Linked DNA regions of Siniperca chuatsi: region 1 is linked to region 2. The links are chromatin contacts, called in public Hi-C maps. All regions are on one chromosome and are shown on one strand. The core of a region is the stretch at or near the end of the contact, and the rest is flanking DNA. Distances in the headings are between cores, read along the strand shown. Region 1 has its middle 9.5 kb from the start of LOC122864107. Region 2 overlaps thrb (thyroid hormone receptor beta).

The links. A called contact is a pair of places that touch in the nucleus more often than the background predicts.
Region 1: a contact with region 2 is called in a Hi-C map of liver, with 2.7 times the contacts expected there. The contact joins two enhancer-like sites. A contact is called at or near these places in 3 of 3 Hi-C or Micro-C datasets (liver, skeletal muscle and an unstated tissue).

Annotation. Positions count from the first base shown.
Region 1 is chrLG17:24,832,899-24,837,539 of ASM2008510v1, forward strand. No RefSeq gene overlaps it. Among protein-coding and RNA genes, the nearest start is that of LOC122864107, 9.5 kb to the right of the region's middle. Within about 2 kb of position 3,168, the one cell type or tissue checked has an H3K27ac peak away from gene starts, as active enhancers do. A contact at or near this core is called in liver, where this site is marked.
Region 2 is chrLG17:24,729,803-24,734,413 of ASM2008510v1, forward strand. It overlaps thrb (thyroid hormone receptor beta), which reads right to left. Exons shown (of 9, transcript XM_044171197.1): 2 at 927-999. The coding sequence starts at 933. Among protein-coding and RNA genes, the nearest start is that of LOC122864106, 49 kb to the left of the region's middle. Within about 2 kb of position 1,784, the one cell type or tissue checked has an H3K27ac peak away from gene starts, as active enhancers do. A contact at or near this core is called in liver, where this site is marked.

The DNA of each region.
Region 1 (4,641 bases), core at 1,918-4,417, 100 kb after region 2:
ATGACAACCAACGATTTTGACCTGCTTCTCGTGTTTTAAGAGAATGAAAGCTGTAGATGTGTGGCAATACTCATTCAAATATTTCTCCCTGTAAATCTGACTAAGATTTCCAACTTTTCTTATTATCTCTTAACTTTGCCATTAGTGGGTAAACCCTGAATGGTGGTCCAGGGCTGCACAGGGGCACTGAAACATTAATATTTACAGTGACAGAGCTTGTGTTGAAATGTTATCTGAGGCTATTAGGGCCAAAGGGCCACAAGACTCAAGAAAACAAGTTAAAATGACATGTGATATACTGTACAGCATGAAGTGATATGAGCAGACTGGGCAATGATTGTTGTCTGCTTTGATGTCACTTTAACTGATACTACTCACTTATTTCGTCCAATGATTCCCTTGTTTCTGCCTCCAAAGTTGACCAACGTGAAACTTTTTGCTTGTTAAACTTGATACATTCACACATGAAAATGCCTTTAGCAGTCTAAAGTAATTAATTTCCAGTAAAATTAGTTCTTGAACGAAAATTGCATCAATCTGCTCCGTATTCCCTAGACGCCTAATTCAAAGAGCATTCTTCCCGTTTTTGTGGTTTGTCTGAAGTGCCATCCAGCAATGTAAAAAACAAACCGCTGACCTCATGAACCCGTCCTCTCTCTGATCTCCTCCACCTATAAATAAAGTATGTGTGCAGTTGAGGGGCTGCTCCCTCTGGCAACTGGGGAATTTTGTTCTGGGAGCTGTCAAGTACAGTTACGATCAACATCAACACAGAGCCCTCCAGACCAGTTTACACACACACACACACACACACACGCGCGCGCACAAACATCTCATAACCAGTTGTTTCACAGGTCACCATGCAGGTGAACTAACATTAACCAGAGAGTGAAACCAGCTCCGGGCACGGCCTCTGGTAGTTTGGTTGTTAAGCCTGATTATTGCAGAGATACAATGTCTTGTGGACTAATGCTTCAAGAAAATGCTGCATCATACATGAAGCCATGCATTAAATGTATTGTGCGGCCCAACAGAGGCGTGATGTGGGAGGGCAAAAGGTGAATACATGGGAAACACTTAAACCGCCTTTTACAGGTTACTTCTCTATGTCCACCAAATTGTTCACCAAAGTTTCCCTTATTTCAGGATTTTTGGAGAGAGGAGTATTGCCACTTAGAAACAAAAAGAAATGCTGCACTGCAGCTGTGCAGTACAGCATCAAACTGAAGTAAGTCATATAAAACTGAGGTCTTTTAATAAGGGTTAGTGTAGCCCTCTGTGTTGGTTTGTTAGATGGAGGAAAAGATGGTGAAAGTGAAAGTGGGCATGCGGTTTTATACGTTTTTCTGGTTTCTGGCTATTTCTGTATTATGCTTCTTCTTCTGGCATTACATTTTTGATCCCCGTTTTTTAGCCTATATTTTTTATACATTTTGGCAAATTTATCACACCTGCGGGTGCGACGTCACCCTCTGCACATTACATGAACCTGGAACCATTTATCGTCACGTGGTAGTAAGAGTCGGTAGAAAGAGGAAGAGAAAGAGTGTGAATGAGCAGTATACAGTACATATCATGTGTGATGTCACACCCACAGGTGTGATTAAAGTGATATAATGCTCCTGACACATGGGTGATAGTGAAATGGTTGCAGATTCAGTGAAATAAAACAAAACATGATTCCTTTTTTTACCTTATCATGTTCCCAGTTGTGGGCAGAAGAGCTCCTGTAGGTCAACATTATGGAACACATCAAAGAAGCTGTCAAATTTGGCCAGAGAGGGCGTTTGTCTGGCATCATGAGGCTTCGGATGTCTTCCACTGTGACACGCTGCACGCAGTAGTGGAATAATAAAACACAACAATGCAAAAATAGCAGCAAGGAAGAAAAAACAAACTTCTGACACATAAATCTGTTTTCATTTTTTTGAACTTTGAACTACATTGTTGCTTTTTTGTGAATGTTTTATAATTCTATTCTCAGGGCCTTCAATAATTATTAAAATGAAACCATCTGAGAAGTTTAGAGGGGAGATGTCTCTTTGGTGGAACTGCTAACAACTCCGAAACGATATTGAACTCTATAGCTATATACAGTATGCAGGTCTCATGTTCAGGGCCATATACCAGTGAGGACTCTGAGGGTCGCGTCCTTGATAATATTTTTAGCAGGTTGAATGACACGAAGAAGCGTTTCCATTGTACCATTACACTTCCACAACTGACTACTTGAGATAAAACTTGAGATCTGTGGTGCTGGGCCGATATCATGTGGTCTGATCCCGGCCTTCTGATGTCCTCTTTAAAGCGAGTGGCCTAACAGAATCTTGGGAACGTGTCTCCACTTTGATGACTGTTTAGAATAATGAAAAATAAAAAGTGGTTTTCATAGTTTAGCATCGCCTTTTTAGAGAAAAGACCTGTGACTGTCATTCCTATTATTATTACTTTATTAATATTAATATTACCTCCACCGTTACATTATTACTATTTTAAAATTCTATTTGTTGCCAAGTGCTTGCTCATGGTGGGATTTGTTGGGTCTCTGTAATTAATATTATAAAGAGTACGGTCTAGACCTGCTCTATAGGAAAAGTGCAATGAGATAACTTCTGTTATGAATTGGCGCTATATAAATAAAATTGAATAGAAATGAATCATAACATAAACATGTTCACATAAGGACACTTAATGTCTTGTTATGTAAGTGTTCAGTTCACGCTCATGTTGAATTGGGAAATTTGGAAACTTGGCCTGTCTCCAAACTATGTTCTAGACCTTTGATAAGTTGAAAGTACGGGCCATAAACACACCCTCTAATAAAAGACAGTATATTATTATACAGCGTCATTTAGCAGCAGCTGACTAACAGTGAGTGTTGCTGGGTTCGCTTCAGGCCACAGACTCAGTGAAGAGGAGTACAGGGTCTGTACTGCTAGAAACAGACTGAGATTTCTTTAGACTCCCACTGCTCTGTCCTCTGAGTCTGTAATCCCAACAGCTGGTTAGACAGTTTAAACACACACGGTAACCTCAGTCTCTCACCGGGTCACCGTGAAGCCTTCCCCAGCTGCCAAATCCAAATATTTCACTGCATCCTGGCAGTTCTCCCACGGTACTGATAAATGTGGCTTTGATGTGAGCCTTTTATTGTCTTTCCTCACAGTACGCATGAACACATGCTAAACAAGAATGAATTACATATTTGCTGTGTGTGGCACTTTTATGGTTTTATCTGATTGGTAGACAAACTTTTGGTACTGTGCCGATTTATGTAACATGGAAACAACAACAGTCTGCTGTTGCCATCAAGTGGTTATATGTGGGAACTGCACATCTGGAGAATTTGAAATGATCGGGTTTGTTGAATGTTTCTTTATGGCCTTTTTTAAATTTGTTGAGGAACCTTTACGTACTGTAGGTCTTTTCTGAAAATATCTTTGAACAAAATAATTTGATGCACGATGTGTCAAAAATTGGTCCCCAATTAAACACAACATCACAATCCAAAGCTCATATTTTGTCTCCAGAACATATAATGTACTGTATATATATATATATATATATATACAGTATATATGTATAATATTTTATATTCCAGTTCAATAAATGCCTTGAGCTTTTTATGAACTGTATTTTCTCCCCATGTTATTATCCTGTTGTCCTTATTGTAAGTTTGGAAAAAGCCTAAAGTGATAAAACATAGCCTATCTCATTACACTGAATTAAATGAACACACACAGCATGTGATAAGGCTAGAAGATAAGCAGTTGATAAGACTATGAGGACCATAAGAAAAACTGCAGCCAGACTCTTGTCCTATAAAGCAACCTCTTGGGCAGTTTTGCAGTGAAGGACGGTGGCAGAATTTAGAGCGAAATGAAACGGAACGCAATCAAAGCATTAAGAAGACCGGCGAATTGCCGAGCAACAGCCGACCTCATACATCATATTTATAGCAACGAGTATCAACAGGAAACAGGAACTCATGCAGTATGTGCTGATCACCCTGTGACTGCCAATTAAACTTCACAAAGACAAAGCAAAATGTCGAAACATCTAATATTTAGCTCCGTTTTTTTTGCTTTCCAAGCTTTCCCACCATTATTTTCAGTCGTTCAGTTTTTTGCAGCTGTCCATTTATGCATTGCATTGTGGGACAATAGTGACCATCAACAGCATACTCAGACAGTAAGTGTTTTAGTATGCATACTGACTGTTTTGAGTATACATCATGTTGTCACTGTTCTCAGTGAACACACTGTAGACTCATGAGCTGCTTAAAATCAGTGTGCAGTACGGGACTGGGACGGCTAAAAGCCATACAGAATGTAAAACAATCAGATATCTTGAGAGGCTTATTTATGGCAAATAAACAGTATAAAACTCACAATCTCCATAATGTCAAGTAGATGCATGTGGATAAAGTAAGGCAAATATGCAAAAACATCTGCCAAAAGTGATGGACAGGGATTTCAAACTGAGAATGCACAAAATCTTGATTTGCAGACTGCGATGGCAGATTGAATTTATTTCCTGATCATTTAACTCTTTTGTCTTTAATTAAACTCCTAAAACTCTTAACACACGAGGGAAATGGGAGAATCTCAGAAGGGACATGAGAAATTTGAGCTGTAGACA
Region 2 (4,611 bases), core at 534-3,033:
TTCAGCCTTACGAAGGGGCGCACAGTCCAGCGCAGAGTGGAGGTGTAGCGTAGGTTTATGCCGCCAACATGGCATGCTACAGTCGTTATGCCAAGATTAGCTATGATTTTATGGTTGTGTTCTACAGCTGAAAGAAATCTAAAACAATTCGCTTTTTTCCATGGCTTTGATGCTACGCCATGGACGGCTGCCGTCTCATTGGCTGAGCACAGAAAGGTGACTGACAAACAAGGTCAAAGTCGAGCTTAAAAGCCGGCAGCAGCAGCTGACTATGTCCAGTCACTCGCTTGATCTGGAGCTTTTGACCATACTGCATGATCTTCATCAGCAGATTGAGTGTTCTTAGTTGTTATAGAGCTGCAAATGTTCAAACTTCCTCGATTCTGAGCTTGACAGTTCATTCTAGTTTCAAGGTCCAAAGGTCAAAGCTGAAACTGACTGACTTTTGAGCGCAGCATTGAGGTGTGCTATCTCAGCCTAAGGCCTCTTCGCTCTCTCCACAGAAAGACAATGACTCACGCAGGCGCAAAGTGATACTGCCACTGATCGCGTGTATAGGGTCTAATTAGATTTTCAACTGATTGTAATTGTCCGATTTAATGCATTTAAGTTCCCAGACTTAAGTTTGAAAAATAAAAAACACACAAAATGATACGTTGCTGGTTTAGAGCCGATATGTTTGTATTTCAGTGAAGATACTTGCTGACAACAATATAATTCAGGGGAAACGTGGAATACTTGCTTTAGGCATGAAAGGTCAAATTTAGATTTAGTGAATAACGGCTTAAATATCAGCAACTTTAAAATACAGCACACTTAAAGTATAGTTGCACTAAATAGTCAGACAATAAATGTTATTTGGAATAAACCTGGAGGTACGAGGCTGTGAGTGTGTGTTGGGGTAGTCAGGCGGCCAGACATCTTACCTGACATACTGGTGGGGTTCAAGGCCAAGACGTCATCCTCAGAGCCTCCTCAGACATCTGGGTACCTACCTAGCTGAACACAGAGCCAAGAAACCATCACTCACTACGTGTATTACTTATATCATAGTTGATGATAACAACACTTCAATCTAATATCTTAAAACAAGGTATTTTGTGCCATTCCTGCTGTGCCATTTTAGCAACTAAAAGCGTGTGTTAAGAGGAAAAAGTGCCACTAATTTGATGTAATCAGCCTCTTCAGCTTGATAAAACAGGTTGAAAGAGATGTCCGATGCCTCTGTTTGCATATCAGGGGACATTCAAGGATGCAGGTATTACTGTGTTGTCAGTTTATCAAAAGGGAATCTTGCAGACTGTTCTAATGTTTTGGCCCTTGTGACATTTTGCCGCAGTGTAGGGTGACATCTAGTGGTCAAACATGGAAAACCACTTTACACAACCTCACAACACCTTTTTTTAGAAATGAGGTGTTGATTGCAGACTTTTTATTCTCAAGGTTTGATTTTTTTTTTTCTCTATCACATACTCCATGTGATAATAAAGGAGCAAACACATTAAAAGCATAAAATGTTACAGTCACAGCAGTGTGTGTTCATCTTGGATCAGATAGTCGAGTTGAGGCAAAGCAGAGTAAAGTTTAAAGGTCAGAACCAGAAATACTTTATTGATCCCGAAGGGGAGACGCTTTCGTTACAGCTGCTCACTGTCACGTCAGTGCACACTTGAGAACAGAAGGAACAGAAGTACTAAGCAAATCAAAATATAATACATACAAAAGGCGTTGCGGAGACACACGATGTGCTGCAGTTCATCAGAAATGCACACAGACAAATGCTGTACACACACACATGCACACACATTCAGTGCTGGGGTTGCATATATGAAGTACATCAGAAAAACGACCTGATGGGAAACTACACATGGAGGATGATTACACGCACGTTACTATGTTGGGTCGTCTTTGATCATATTCAGGATGTGAGATTTACATGGATTATAGAGAAACATGGTGACTCATGATTCCAATATGTGTTTTGTGACGAGCACTTTCTGACATTTCTATCCTGACCGAATTACAGTTTAGGGTTTCTGGATTTTCCTCCTGTACTTCTCCTGGATTTGGCTTCTCATTAAGACCAGTAGTGGAAGACGAGAGAAACAATACAACTCATAATAATTTGGTTGGCAAAACAATCTAACCTCAAGGCCCATTTCCTAGCTGTTCTGGAGTCCCAGGCGGCGTGGGCTGGGGCGGCCAGCGGGACAGCTTTGAAACAGAGTTGCCAATTTATGTAGCCACTTGCCGGGCACGACATTGGCTGGCATTTAGCAGTGGGAATCAACCATTAAAACAACCAACCACTAAGACTTCCATTTTGTAACCCAGCCTATATGTGGTTTCTAAAACTCAGCCTGTCAACAAGCGCAGAAAAAAAAAAAAGAAAATGCAAAAAGAATTACAGCTTTCATAATTCCTTTGCACTGGAAGAACAGCTGGCTTGAAAAGCATTACAGGAAACTCTGCTTTTGTTTCACCCTAGAGAGCATTTAATATCCAGACAGCTGCTGGGGAAGGCTGGTTCATCCATACAACAGGTTTCTAAAGCCCTAATGAGGACATAGTCAGACAGATAGAGGCCCAAAGATTTTCTGGCTGGAACACATATGAAGATAGATGGAAATCAGTCAATGAACGGGCTAGAATGTACATACTTAGATGGAAGAGATAAATGATTGCAGGTCACAGTAGGGTGGTGAGATAATGAGATACAACAGATACTGAGCAAAGTCGAACTCCTCTCCTGGGGACATTTTTATAAATAACCTCCGATCAGATTTCTATATCATAGACAGGGGCTGAGTCTATTGCCTGAGCAGGCAGACTGCAGGAAAACCGTTGGCTCAAAGTCACACCGGATGTTGAGGGAAAATGAGTCTCTCCCGATTGCTGGCTTCCCAAAACTGGTTCCAGTTTCAGGTTAGTAAATTCCTACATTTGTGAAGCCCAGAGACTAACAAAACTCTTGTCAGATTGTCTTATAAATAAATAATAAACTTTATCTCTTTTTTTTTTTTATAGAGTTGCTACATGGGAGGGCCTGTGGGTTCCCAAAGCCTTTTTAAGACTTTTATTGGTATCCACAATGTTTCTTAACATAAATCATTTAAAGATTATTTTAGGTATTTCTGCTTTATTTAGAGTCTGACTGCTGAGGAGAGGCAGGAAGGGCGGGGGGGGGGGCCCATGCAGCAAAGGGCCCGGGCTGGAATCTGAACCCGGCCGCTGCGGTAAGGACTCAGCCAGGGCGCCCCACATAATCATTTCTTTGAAATCATGATTTTTTTTCCCCCTCTTCAGTTGGGTATGATGCAACCCTTTCACCAGACAAGAACTTATATTGGAACATTCTGCAACCGCCATTTCTTTTTACATCCAATTCCAGCTTTTTAAAATCTATAAAGTCTGCTCATGGCAATTACAGTACGGTTAAGGTATGGTTAGGGTTAGGCAATTGAAACACTTGGTTAAGGTTCAAGATAATAGTTTAGTCAATAAAAAGGCAAACGTAAATTGCAAGTTTGCAACAATCACCTATAGCAGCGACTATGAACGTGACTTTTACTGCCTGAAATACCTTCTCACAGCATTTTGTTAATGTAAAGTTGGTGTTTATTTGCCTCTGTAGAAGGATCTAACCAGGACTAAAATATGTTTAATTTAATAAATGTAGACTAATATATGTAGCTAAAAAAAAAAAAAAAAAAACATCAGAGGAAACAGAGTTTGACGTAAACCAAACCAAACAGTCACACCTACTATAGGTGCTCACAGGGAGGCATTTCAGGACAGCCCGATTCCATCAGATAGGAGGTCCACAGATGGCAGTTTACTTTGGAAGGGGGAAAAAATCATCCAGCTGAGTGCTTTTGTGGCTCTGTAATTGCCATTTCTGCACATTAGTGTCCCAAATAAACTAAAGTGACAATAATGGACTTCCACCGCGGGCGAAAATTAGCTGCAGTGGCAGGGAGCAGGGTTGCTCCGGTCCAGCCTTTCCCTTTTCATCGAGCTTTGGCACATTTTGCTTTGGCCCATTTCTTCTCATTTCAAGTAAACACAACAGAATCTGTCAAACTTATAGAAAGCCTCCAGGGTTTCCTCCCTGTCTTTGCAAAACACAGGAGCACTGCTCCAGGCATGGCGTTACGGTGTGTCTCACATTTTCTCTGCTTGTACTTTATGTGCATATATTGATTTCTACCCTTGACTTTCCTGGAACTGACATGAGCCCAAATGGAGTCCTAAAAGAATCCACATTTTTTCTTGATGAGAAAGCGCTGAGCTATGATGCTGAGCAATTTAAACTACAGCCTGGTGTTTACTCTGTGACGGTGAGTTGTGTGTCATGCTGTGTACAGAGTGGTGTGTGTGTGTGTGTGCATGTATGTCCTTGAGCTAACATGCTGCAGCCTTCAAGCTGGCTTTGCTTCAACAATATCACAACCAGATACTGCTGGCTTTCTTTATACACCTACCCAGCTTCAATCACATTAGCACTGCTGCTAGCACGTAGCAAGTTACGTTAAACAGCTTCATCCACAGTATGCACAAGCAAAAACAATTCAAATAAAAAAATTACTTGCTCAGAAATGTTTCCAGATA